2 separate regions of the Mus musculus genome follow, and region 1 is linked to region 2. The links are chromatin contacts, called in public promoter capture Hi-C maps. All regions are on one chromosome and are shown on one strand. Each heading gives the region's core, a stretch centred on a gene start, on an enhancer-like site or on the middle of the called end of the contact. The rest is flanking DNA. Distances are from core to core; before and after follow the strand shown. Region 1 holds the start of Hivep1 (human immunodeficiency virus type I enhancer binding protein 1). Region 2 holds the start of Ranbp9 (RAN binding protein 9).

Region 1 (5,202 bases), core at 753-3,252, 1.4 Mb before region 2:
TTGAGGATCTACTATTTACTGTGTCACAAAACAAACCGAAACCAACTACTTAACATTTAACATAGCTGCCTTTCCCTGCATTTTGGTATGGAAAAAAAAAAAAACGCATTTAGACAATTCAGAAAACTTACCAGGAAAGTGTTCTTATATTAACTATCTCAGAGAGAAGTTTTAATACTGGTTTGTTGCTCAAGAAAACACAGTAAAATGACAAATCAAAACCAGATATGCAGTTTTCTCAAACGCTCTTAGCATTGCTGTATCTTGGAGACATCCTGGGTTCATGGATACATTTCTGTTGTCTTCAGCAAATATTGAGTTAAAAATTTCTCTCTGGCACTTAACTTTTTTTTCTTCTCTTTCTGTTTCAAGTAACAAAAACTCGACTTCTGAAGACTTTTTGTTTTTAATCTTAACACATTATCTATGTCTGCATGTTTATCTTTTGGTTCAAACAGCTCGGCTGGGGGAGGGGAACTACATTATATGTTTTATGAATCCTACCCATTGGGTATTTCATTTAATAAAATAGAAGACATCTTACTGGAATATTAAAATGGTACTCTTTCATTGTAAGGCTGACATAGTATTACCCACCACCCGAGCTTTCTAGCTGCATAATCTTTGCTCCTATGACCAAATTTACTTTTTGGTAGGCATATTTTCTTCCTCTGCAAAACATTATTTTTGGCTCTAAGCTTGCCATTACCAAGTATTCCATTTTTAATAATTTCCATTCTGGGGCTTTGTGCTTTTCTTAGCTCCAGCAAGCTAGAGGTAGGACTTCCTCGGGGGATTTTAGGGGTCAACCGTTAGCAGGAACGACCTGGACATCTTTATGAAAGCCTAAGGGAGCAAAACAAGTTTGCACAGATGGTCAGCTGTTAGTGGGCGTATGATCGCTTAACAAAGAATATTTTTGTTTTGCGCCTTTTTTTTTTTAACACCTTATTCTTTCCAACTTTGAGGTGGCCCGTACAATCTTCTATCGGCTTTTTTTTTTTTTTGTGGATGCGTGTAATTTTTAAGTTCAAACTGCTAGTATTATGCCTACCCTTGAAAACCTGCTTCGTTCCCCAGAGTCAGCTCTCCTGATATTTCCAGAAGTTTCCAGTTCCCGTTCTCTAACGCTTTCTAGCAGCCGGGGTCAAACTCTGGTTTGTAATAAATTAGTCTGTCTTCCCTGTTCACTCCCCCAGAGTTCCAGAAGCCTGCTGGGTGGCTCCGCCCCGCACCCCCTCTTCGGCTTCCAAAGTTCCCTCGCGGGTTAGTCCCCAGCTGACAGGCAGCTAAGGAGGGGTTAACTGCGCTCGCCGCTGCTTAGGCTCTGGGAAGCACCGGCTCTCTCCGGAATAACCTTGGCTTTCCTCGGTCTTTTAATAGAACATCCGCCACCAAAAAAGTGGTTTCAGTTTAGGGCTTAATAACACGTCCCCTCTGACCCTCCAAGTCAACAACCCAGCCCCCTTTCATTCTCTCTCTCTTTTTTAAAAGTTATTTTTTAAAGTTAATGCGTTTCAAGTTTCACTATGATTTTCCCCTTCCCTCTACGCGGAGCAGAGGAAACCCCCTTGGGGTCCCCCCTCCCTCCAGGGTCCTCCTCCTCCTCCTCCTCCCTACCAGGGCCAGGGCGAGGGGCGGGGCTGGGAGACACCATGACGTCACCGGGCCGGCCCACAGCCTGCTCTAGAAAGTCAAAAGACGGTAAAGAGAATCCGGCCCCGCCCGGCCCCGCCCCTCCTCCCGGGCCAACCGCCCCCGACTGCGGCCCGGCCGGGCTTCCCCGGGCCGCGGAGCCCCGCCTCCGCTGCCGCCCCGCCCCGCCCCGCCCTTCGGGCCGCGCCTCCTCCTGCGTCCTGGGTCCCCGCGGCGGGGCCTGCGGCGGGCGGGCGGGCGGGCGGGGCGGCAGGGGGCCCCGGGCCGGCTTCACAGGAGCCCGCCCTCCCGCCGCAGCCCCCGCCCCGCCGCCCCCGGGGATCCCCTGCTGCCCCGCCCACGCGCGGGGGGAAGCCGCCGACCTTCGCCCTGGCCGCCCTCGCGCTGCCAGCCGTCCTCACGGACACCCGGGAGAGGTAAAGGCCGCTCTCCCGCCGGGTTCCACTCGGTCCCTCCCGCGCCCAGCTCGCGCCTCGGTGCCCGTCGGGAGGAGGCTCCGCTTGTGCTGATGTCCCGGTTGTCAAGTGCAGCGCAGTTCCCGACGGGTGCGGGGCCGGGCGCGGCGGTGGGGGCGCTGCACCCGGGAGAGCGCGGCGCGGGGGGCGGGGGCCGGGACCACCTCCCCCTGGCGGGCGGGCGCGCGGGTGTGCGTGTGAGTGAGTGTGTGCGCGTGTGCCGGCGCCGACCTTGCGGAGGGGATGCTGCGTGCGGGAGCCGCTTGCCACTTCGGCGGGTCCTGGCCGCACGGGCGGCGGGAGCTGCGGTCCTGCGAGCCCAGCAGGTACGGAGGGCCGGCCTCCTGGTCGCCGCGGCCGCTTCTCGCAGGAGGGCTCGGCGGGGCTGCGGGAGACCAGGCCGCGGCTTCCGCACCTCCCGGCTTTGTGGCTCGCTTTCCCTTTCGGTCTTTGCCCGGAGTGCCTGTTTACTCCGGGCCACCTGGGTAGTTTCCCTCCCCGTAGGGCGCGCGCCCGCCGCTGGTGGGTCGGGGCCGGTGGGTAGGGGCGCGGGGCGGCTTGGGCTCGCCGCGGGGTCGGGCTCCAGCCGGAGTTGCGGCTAGAGAGGGGAGGGGGCTGTGGCGAGGCTGGCGCGAGGAGGAGTCTCAAGGCTGCTGCTCTCGCCGACTCTGTCCTCCTCCTCCTCCTCCTCCTGCTCTCCGCATCCACTCTAGGCTCCTTCCGGAGCTGGCACTTCCATTCCCCCCTCCTTCTGGCATGCGAAGCGCTTTGTTCAGTGCAGCGTTGCAGAGGGGTTTTCCCAGGCTCCGCCCTCCACATTCATTCATGTTTTTTCTCCTTGTGACTGTCTTTACGCTTTTTTGATTGTGTCCTGTTTTTGCACCTTGTAGTATGTATTTCTTTCTCGAGAAAGAATGGTCGATCACTGGTCCTAGTCGCCACGGTGGTGCTGTCGTCTTTGAAAATAACCACTTCTCCACCGCGGATTTAAATGTGGGCTGGACAGCTAGGGACAGGGGGGCTGGAGGCTGCAAAACCGGGTCGCACAAAGCTGTTACAGGTTGGGAATTTGCATATTTTAACATTTAAGCTTGGGAGCTGTGGGAGGTCACGTGATCGGCTTACAATCCGAGTTCACGCTTTAAAAACTTCGTAATATCGTGACCGCTTAAAAGCTTTAGTTTTAATACGGAACGGAACACTTACAGCTTTATCTTTAAATTCTCTGTGCAGTCAAAACCTTTTTGGATGCTATAGCTGATGCCTCTGTGGTAGGGGGAGTTGAGGAGCTCTATCTTTCACCCATCATTGACCGTCCTGTTTCTTATTCTTCCCCTGGCGTTAGATTGGGGATAGTTTGTGTTATGCCGACTAATAGCCGTGTTAAGAGCCGTGTTGCTTACAGTCGCAAGCACGGTAATAGCCGCCTTTTCCTTATGCGTTTTAACTAAAGTGAAAACATACATCTAAAACCTTAGTCTGGGATACATGTTCTTTACCTTAGAGGCGTTCTTCCAGGGAATTAATATTTCAGCATTTTCATGTGGTAGGCAAAGCTTCTACATTGTGTAGCTTACTCCTCAGTCCTTAGCCCGTTTGGGGTGGATAATGTTTCCTGATTTTACAGCTTGGGAAATCTGATCTTCTTTTCTGAGAGCTTAAGTACCTTGAACAAGGCCACACAGAATGGGGTAAAGCCTGGCCTTGAACCTGGTCAGGTTTGATTCCAAAGTATGTCTTCATGATTTGCTGTGTCATTCATCCCTTTGGGAGGGGATTGTCCTTGGTAGGTAAATGTTATCTTCTCAGAGGAAATGGGCAAGGTGTCATGTGGGGCCACGTTCTGAGGAAGATTTCATAATCTCTCTCTAAACTTGTTTTTTTTTTGTTTTGTTTTGTTTTTTGTTTTGTTTTCTCTTTGTAAAATGGATGAATTGGAGTTGTTAATTTTTTTTTAATCTCTCCCAAAACTTTTTTCCCCTACCTCTGTAAAATGGCTGAGTTTGAGCAGTTGATTCGGTTGTTAGGATTAAATTAGGTGATAAGTAGAAACTCTACAGTAAACCCAATAAGTGTTCTCTTGTGTCGTGTACAGTAATAGATATGAGAGGTTTTAAACAAAAGCATCCTTAGTCTATTGTGTTTGCTTAGTGATTAAACTTGGTTTCACCCCATAGGGCCTGCTTAATGGGCTTTGCTTATCAGCACTGTTGCAGGAAGTTGAAGCTAAACTTTTAACTGATTATTGAGAAAGAATCTAGTGGAAGAGGAGAGAGGGAGGTTGCTGATTTGGACAGATGGGTGGTTAACTTTCAGGCACGTTCAACCTTTTGGCATTGCAACATAGGCTGGAGGACCTTGCAACAGAGTTACAAAAAAAAATCTCAAAAGAAATCTTGTAATGTTTTAAGTAAGTTTACTATTTTGTGTTAGGCAGCATTAGTAAAGGCAGCATGAGTAGAGATCTTCAGTCAGACTTAGTCCTTGGGCTGTAGGTTGGACATGCCTGTTGGGTCTTGGCATGATGCATTTCAGCTTGAAAAAGCAGAGTCAGGACAGACTAGGTTGTGCTGCAGTAACAAGTAATTCCCAAGCCTCAGATGCTTAAGTCAACAAAGGACTGCTTTTTGTTTAGGCAGCGTGATCATCTTGTGTCACTGGCAATGCAACTTTTTTAGTCACACATGCTGATTGGAACAGTGCCTGGCCTGTGCCAGAGGGGACAGAATGCTCTGGAATATCTTGCTTTGATAACTAAGTGCGCCAACATGGATTCGAGGCATGTCTGTGGTCTACTCAAAGGTCAACATGTAGCCGCTGATCACAGGCATGTGCAGTCCCGCCAAGGCATGTCAGCCATCACTGGGGAACAGCCACCATTGCAACTGTGCATGTTAACTGAGTCAACTGAAGTGACATGGCCAGGACATTGGGCTTCCCTTATAAATGACCATATGTATACAGCATAACTGTCACCTTACACTAACTTTCATTGTAACTAGCAGTGCTGTTCTAAAGTGAGCATTCTCATTCTCATCTAACTAATGTCTAGAGACTTTTTTTTCCACCTGTTTTCTCAACAAGGGGACCT
Region 2 (5,636 bases), core at 2,614-5,113:
TTCACCATTTCATCACTTCCTTGGTCTACCAAGGTTCAATTCTTTGACATCTGTCCTAAGCATTTTAAGGCAGGAGTATAAAGTGCCCACCTTTTCTGAAGCATTACTAAATCTCAGTTCACCTTTCCCCTAGTTTCAGAAACACCCTTGATGTCAAGTGTCTTTCAGAAATGAGATTAACGTACACAAATGGAAAGATGTAGTAAGAATGAAACAAAGATCACAAAATTTGGTGACAGCAAAAATTACATTTCTTTAAAGTTTTAAAAAATGTACTTATTTTTTTGTGTGTAGAAGTGTTCTCCCCACATTCATGTATGTGTTCCTGGTGCCCAGAGAGGTCAGAAGAGGGCATCAGATTCCCTGGAACTGTAGTTAAGGATGGCTGTGAGCCACCATGTCAGTGCTAGGAATTAAACCCAAGTCCTCTGTAAGCTCAACAAGTGCTCGTAACAGATGAGCTGACTCTTCAGCCCCACAAAATTAATTTTCAGTCCTAGGTAACTTGTGACTTGAAAATTCTAACCTTCAGGTTCGACACACCTTCCCAGTTAACACACAGACTTGGGTAGGATCTGTTAGTCTCTGTAAAGCATCCTGATAGAGGGGAGGGGTTGGGGTGGGGGGGGGGGTGAGTGATGAAATTGGGTATTAAAACATTAGGCTCACCAAATCCAATATCATAGTCTTTAAATGTTTCTTTAATATTCATCAAAAATAAAGTTATTATTAAGTCTAAACCTGTCACTTTAAAAATTAATACTGACAACTTTTTAAAATAAGAGGGCTATCCCCAAGTGTAAGGACACGTGCCAACAAGCCTGATGACCTGGATTAGATCCCTAGGACCCACATGGAAGAAAGAGAAAACCCACTCCCACAAGCTGTCCTCTGAGCTCCACACCTGTACCATGCCACACAGACAGGAACGAACACACACACACACACACACACACACAGTGTAAAAAGGAAAGAACTCAACATACACTGTTCTATAGATACTGAGACTCTTCTGTAATTCAATGCACTTTATCTAGCCATCTATCAATGTTAACACAGTGCCTTCAGATCACTAAAGATAAGCTGCTTCGATAATCAGCATTCCCAATTTAGAAAAACATTTTAAACACAGGATGTGTTCAGAGGAAAAGAAATAAATGATAATTCTTGGAAACAAGTATGATCAACCTTTTAAAATTTTATAACACAGAAAAATACAAATAGTAACTTTTCATGTTAAGGAAACAAGAACACAAGAATACATTACATAAAACATCTCCCCTTAAATGTGTTTTATAAGTTTTACTATTCACTACCTACAGCACCACCTTTTGCTGCTGAGACACACAGGAAAAACAGCAATGACAGAAAGCACAGACTTTAAATAACAAGGCTAGATGAAGGCTTGGAAAAGAGACAGTCTTTGTAATTCTGGAAAGGGAGACAAAGAGGAGAGAAAAATGGGGAGAGGGATGACAACAGCGAATCTGTCCTCCAGAACCCATGCTCTATGTTTATGAAACAGCGAGGTTTCCAGAAAGTGAATCTCAATGTTACACAACACAGTGTAATAAAAAGGCCGACAGAAAGAGTAACTGCGACAACAGTATCCTAACATTGGAACCCCAAGCACACAAGCATGCATTTGGCTCTGGCCCAGATGATTCATTTTACATAAAAGAAGTAAACACGACTAAGCAAGGTGTATCACAAGGCTAAGTAAGCCATAATCACGAGTTTTAAGCGAAAATTCCTTACCGAGTACCCAGCTGGACTCCCACATCACTCAGAAGAGGCTGAGGCCCTCTCTTGTGACATACCTAGTATCACCAGTGACTGCTAGAACTCAGGAAAGCTAGGATTCTTTGTTCACTAATCTCCCCTACACACACAGTCTCTGCCTTTACAAGCTTTTTATTTACTATAAACTACAAATTTAAAATAATAAAGTTTTGTCAAATCTAACAAAAGCATTCTGGCTGCCAAAACAGAAGTAAACACTTCATAACATAGCACTCACTGTTCACACAAATTTAAAAACAAAATTAAGTAACAATCTACAAGGAAAGCAACAAAATGTCCTAACTGAAAGGAAGAAGAAAAAAAAAACTTCAGTATTTTGAAATTTTCAGCCACTTACACCAAGGAACATAACGTTCAAAATAATAAGTACTTCTTTGGATCTATGGCAAGAATAAAAAGGAATGTTCAACAAGGCCCATCTTTGTGTAGATTCTTTACAGCCAAAGCATTCAGCAGATTTCTGTTGCCATAAGCGTTTCTAATTAAATAGTAGCCGATTTGTCAAGAGTCTTCGCAAACCCTGTTCTGAATTCTTTCAGAATCTTACAGCAAGGTTGTTTATATCCTCACTAGGAGCCAAAGACCCTTCCTTTAGAGCCAATCAAAATGAGCCTGCTTAGAATGTAAAATCCTCTGCTTTAGATTTAGGGCCTAAAACACCGACTGTGTTCAAACTGATACCACTGCATTTTTTTCTTTGCCCCTTCCACACAGCTAAACTTGACGTATGCCATTAATCTGAGCTACATTTCAAAAACCCCTTACTGGCATTTATAATCTTCTATACAACCAGTTTGCTTAAAGCTTTGTTTTAACCTAGGAAAAAGTGGGGATGGGAGAAAGCAGCAGCCTAAGGTGGTTAACTTTGTTAACTGCAGGTGCAAAATATAAGCCAGTTTTGGTTTTTTTTTTTTTGTTTTTTGTTTTTGAAAATGCTAATCGGTATGTTTTAAAACCCTTGTTTTCAACAAAACTTCATGTAACACCAACCCGGAAACACGGGGCATTTCCAATCCGGAGGGGGGGGGGGTCTGCTCCCCGAAGAAAACAGGGAATCCTGAGGTTCCTCTCCCAGTTGCTTTCAGTAAGGTGCAATGATGGCCAACTTGGGCCCCTTGTCCTTTTGTCCCCCTAGACAATCTCTGGCCTAATTTGGGACAAATCCTCCACTGATCACGCCTCCCTCCCCCTCCTGTGGATCTCTGTTCTCCCTTAATTAGAAACTGTACCTCGGAATCGTGCCTCTCACCCCTGCTGCGTAAGAGGAGATGGCCTGACCCTCCACCTGGAGAACAATGTAACCCAACTCCGGCCCATAGATTTATCTCCAGGAAATCAGAAGGTGCGATGTGTCTGGTCATCCCGGATTCCCTCAAAGCGTCCAGCTCCGGGCCTAGGGATCCCAGCTCCTTCCCACCTGGGACCCCACTCTCACCTTCCCTCGCCCAGAGCCTCGCCCCGCACCGTCCGATCTCTCCGCCGGACCCCGCGCCCCGTACCTTTGTAGTGCACCCGCAGGTTGTTCTGCGAGAGGCCGATGTAGCTGAACTTGTCCTTCGGGCTCCAGGACCGGGGCAGCGGCGTCTCCTGCTCATCCACAGCCGGGTAGAGGCGCTTCAGCCGCCTCTGCAGCTCCTTCTCCTGCTCGTTGAGGGCCGAGTCGCCGTGCGGGAAAGGGGCAGCGGCGCTGCTGCCCGCCGCCAGGCCCGGGACCGGGACGCCTGCGGCCGGGCCGGGGCCCACCGCCAGGCCGGGCGGCGCGGTGGCGGGGGCGGCCGCCGAGGCGGGGGGCGGCGGCGCGGCGGTGGCCGGGGGAGGCGGCGGCGGCGGCGGCGGGTGGAGCAGCAGGGCGGCCGCTGCGGCCCCCAAGCCTCCACCGGGCGAGCCGGCCGGGGAGGAGCCGGCGCTGGCGGCCGCGGCCGCGGGCAGGGCGACTCCGGAGCCCGGGGCCCCGGCGGCGGGCGGCGGCGGCGGCGGCTGCTGTTGCGGCGGCGGTGGCGGCGGCTGCCCGGACATCCCGGCCGCGACTCAGCCTGCGGCACCTCCACTCGTCCCTGCTTCCTCCTGCGCTTCCCGGGGGCGCTGTCGCTGCGGCCGCCGGCACCAGGCGCCCAGAGTCCGCCCGCCCCGGAAGCAGGCGGCGGGCCGCGCGGCCCGGCGGAGCGCGGCGGTTGAGGAGACCGACCGCGGGCGGGCGCGAGGGAGCGTTGGCCAGGCGCTGGCGGGCACGCGACCGGGAGCGATGCGGTGGGACAGCGAGGGGAGCGGGCGGAAGGGCGCGCGGCCCTGGGCGACGCGGTGAAGCGGGGAAGAGAGACTGCGAGGAGGTGCGAGCGGCCGCGGCGGCCGCTGCTCTCGCGGCTGTTTCCCGGCGGGCGAGCGAGCGGGCGGGCGGCGCGAGACGCTGCGCGCGGGCGGCGCCAGGCGAGGAGGCGGGCCGCGGCGCGAGGGGCGGGCCTGGTGCGCGCGCGGACGGCCTTCTCCGCGGCCTGGGGCTCGCCGGCGCGGGCGAGGACGCGGGCGCGGGTTCGGCCGCGGGCCTCCGGTGGCTGCGGGATCCTAGCTGCGCCGACCGGCGGCCTCGTCGCGTCTCGACGGGCCGTCCCCCTCAGCCGCCGGGAGGCCGCAGCGCGCCCAGGCGAGAGCAATCGAGCCCTGCTGCGCCGCCGGGAGCTGAGCCCGGGGTTTCTAACGCCTTACCGCCTAGCTAGCGGGTCAATAAAGGGCCCTTGGAAACCATTTCTGAAGGCGAAGTCTCCCGCTTCATGAGTGACCCTCTCGTTAATTAATTAATTTATGAGGAGTCCGAGTGAACTTAATGGGGGAGAAACAGCCACGTTAGGAATACCAATCAAGACGGGCAGATCGTCAAAGGGCAGGAATGCGAACTGTGTGAGCGTTTAGGAAGGGCTTCTGGAGACAGACGTCAAAACATTTTATAAGCTCATTAATTCTCATCATAGGCCTCTTTGTTAGGTAGCAGAGAATTATGCCCATTTTTTTTTAAACATGGAAATATTTACTGAGGTCAGCAGAGTTTTAAAAAAGGAGACTTCCTACTTTGCAATTCTCAGTAGAGTGCTTGGTCAACCCGTGTGGCACAATTTGCCAAGTGTTGCTCTCTGACCCCCACATAGCATTACTAGTCTGTTTTCGGCACTTCCCTTTGTTTAACCTACCCTTTCCTTAGCCCGGCAAAAATCAGGCTTCACTCCCATAATCTACATGGTACAGATTCCGATGCTGTGTTAGCTTCCGGAGATGATATGCTGGCTCTGATTGGACCGTATAAGCATGGAATGGTTGGTTAATAGAGAACTAGTTATTTTGTTTTTGAAGCGAATGGGTCAATGGTGACTTAATCGAAGACTCCCATGGACATAGCGCCTAGCCAGTTGTAGCAGTCCTTCTGCCTAATTTCCATCTTAAATTACCCACACTAGACACTCCATTGTTCATTAGTAATAAAATGCCCCATAACTCTAACCTCGGCTCTACATTTTTTTTAACAAATCACAGCATGTTTACATGACGCCACTGAATTTAAAAAACACTAAAACTTTCGTTTATACTAAAATAAAAGGAGTTCAATGGAAGCCATGTTCTACATATTGGTAGCCAAGATGGACCCCACGGGCTCCAAGCCTCATCAAACAACCTTGACATTCATTAAGATTTTACACATGGACTGGTGAGACGGCTCAGCAGTTAAGAGCACCGATTGCTCTTCCAGAGGTCCTGAGTTCAATTCCCAGCAACCACATGGTGACTCACAACCATCTGTACTGGGGTCTGATGGCCCCTCTGGTGTGTCTGAAGACAACTACAGTGTA

What was found. Promoter capture Hi-C pulls out the DNA fragments that hold promoters and counts their contacts.
Region 1: a contact with region 2 is called in a promoter capture Hi-C map of pre-B cells, with 2.1 times the contacts expected there. The contact joins the promoter of Hivep1 here to the promoter of Ranbp9 in region 2.

Annotation. Positions count from the first base shown.
Region 1 is chr13:42,050,019-42,055,220 of GRCm38.p6, forward strand. Hivep1 (human immunodeficiency virus type I enhancer binding protein 1) reads left to right here and starts at 2,003. Exons shown (of 9, transcript NM_007772.2): 1 at 2,003-2,072. Gm28707 (a long non-coding RNA gene) reads left to right here. Exons shown (of 2, transcript XR_001780922.2): 2 at 1-549.
Region 2 is chr13:43,477,110-43,482,745 of GRCm38.p6, forward strand. It overlaps Ranbp9 (RAN binding protein 9), which reads right to left and starts at 3,864. Exons shown (of 14, transcript NM_019930.2): 1 at 3,303-3,864. The coding sequence starts at 3,819.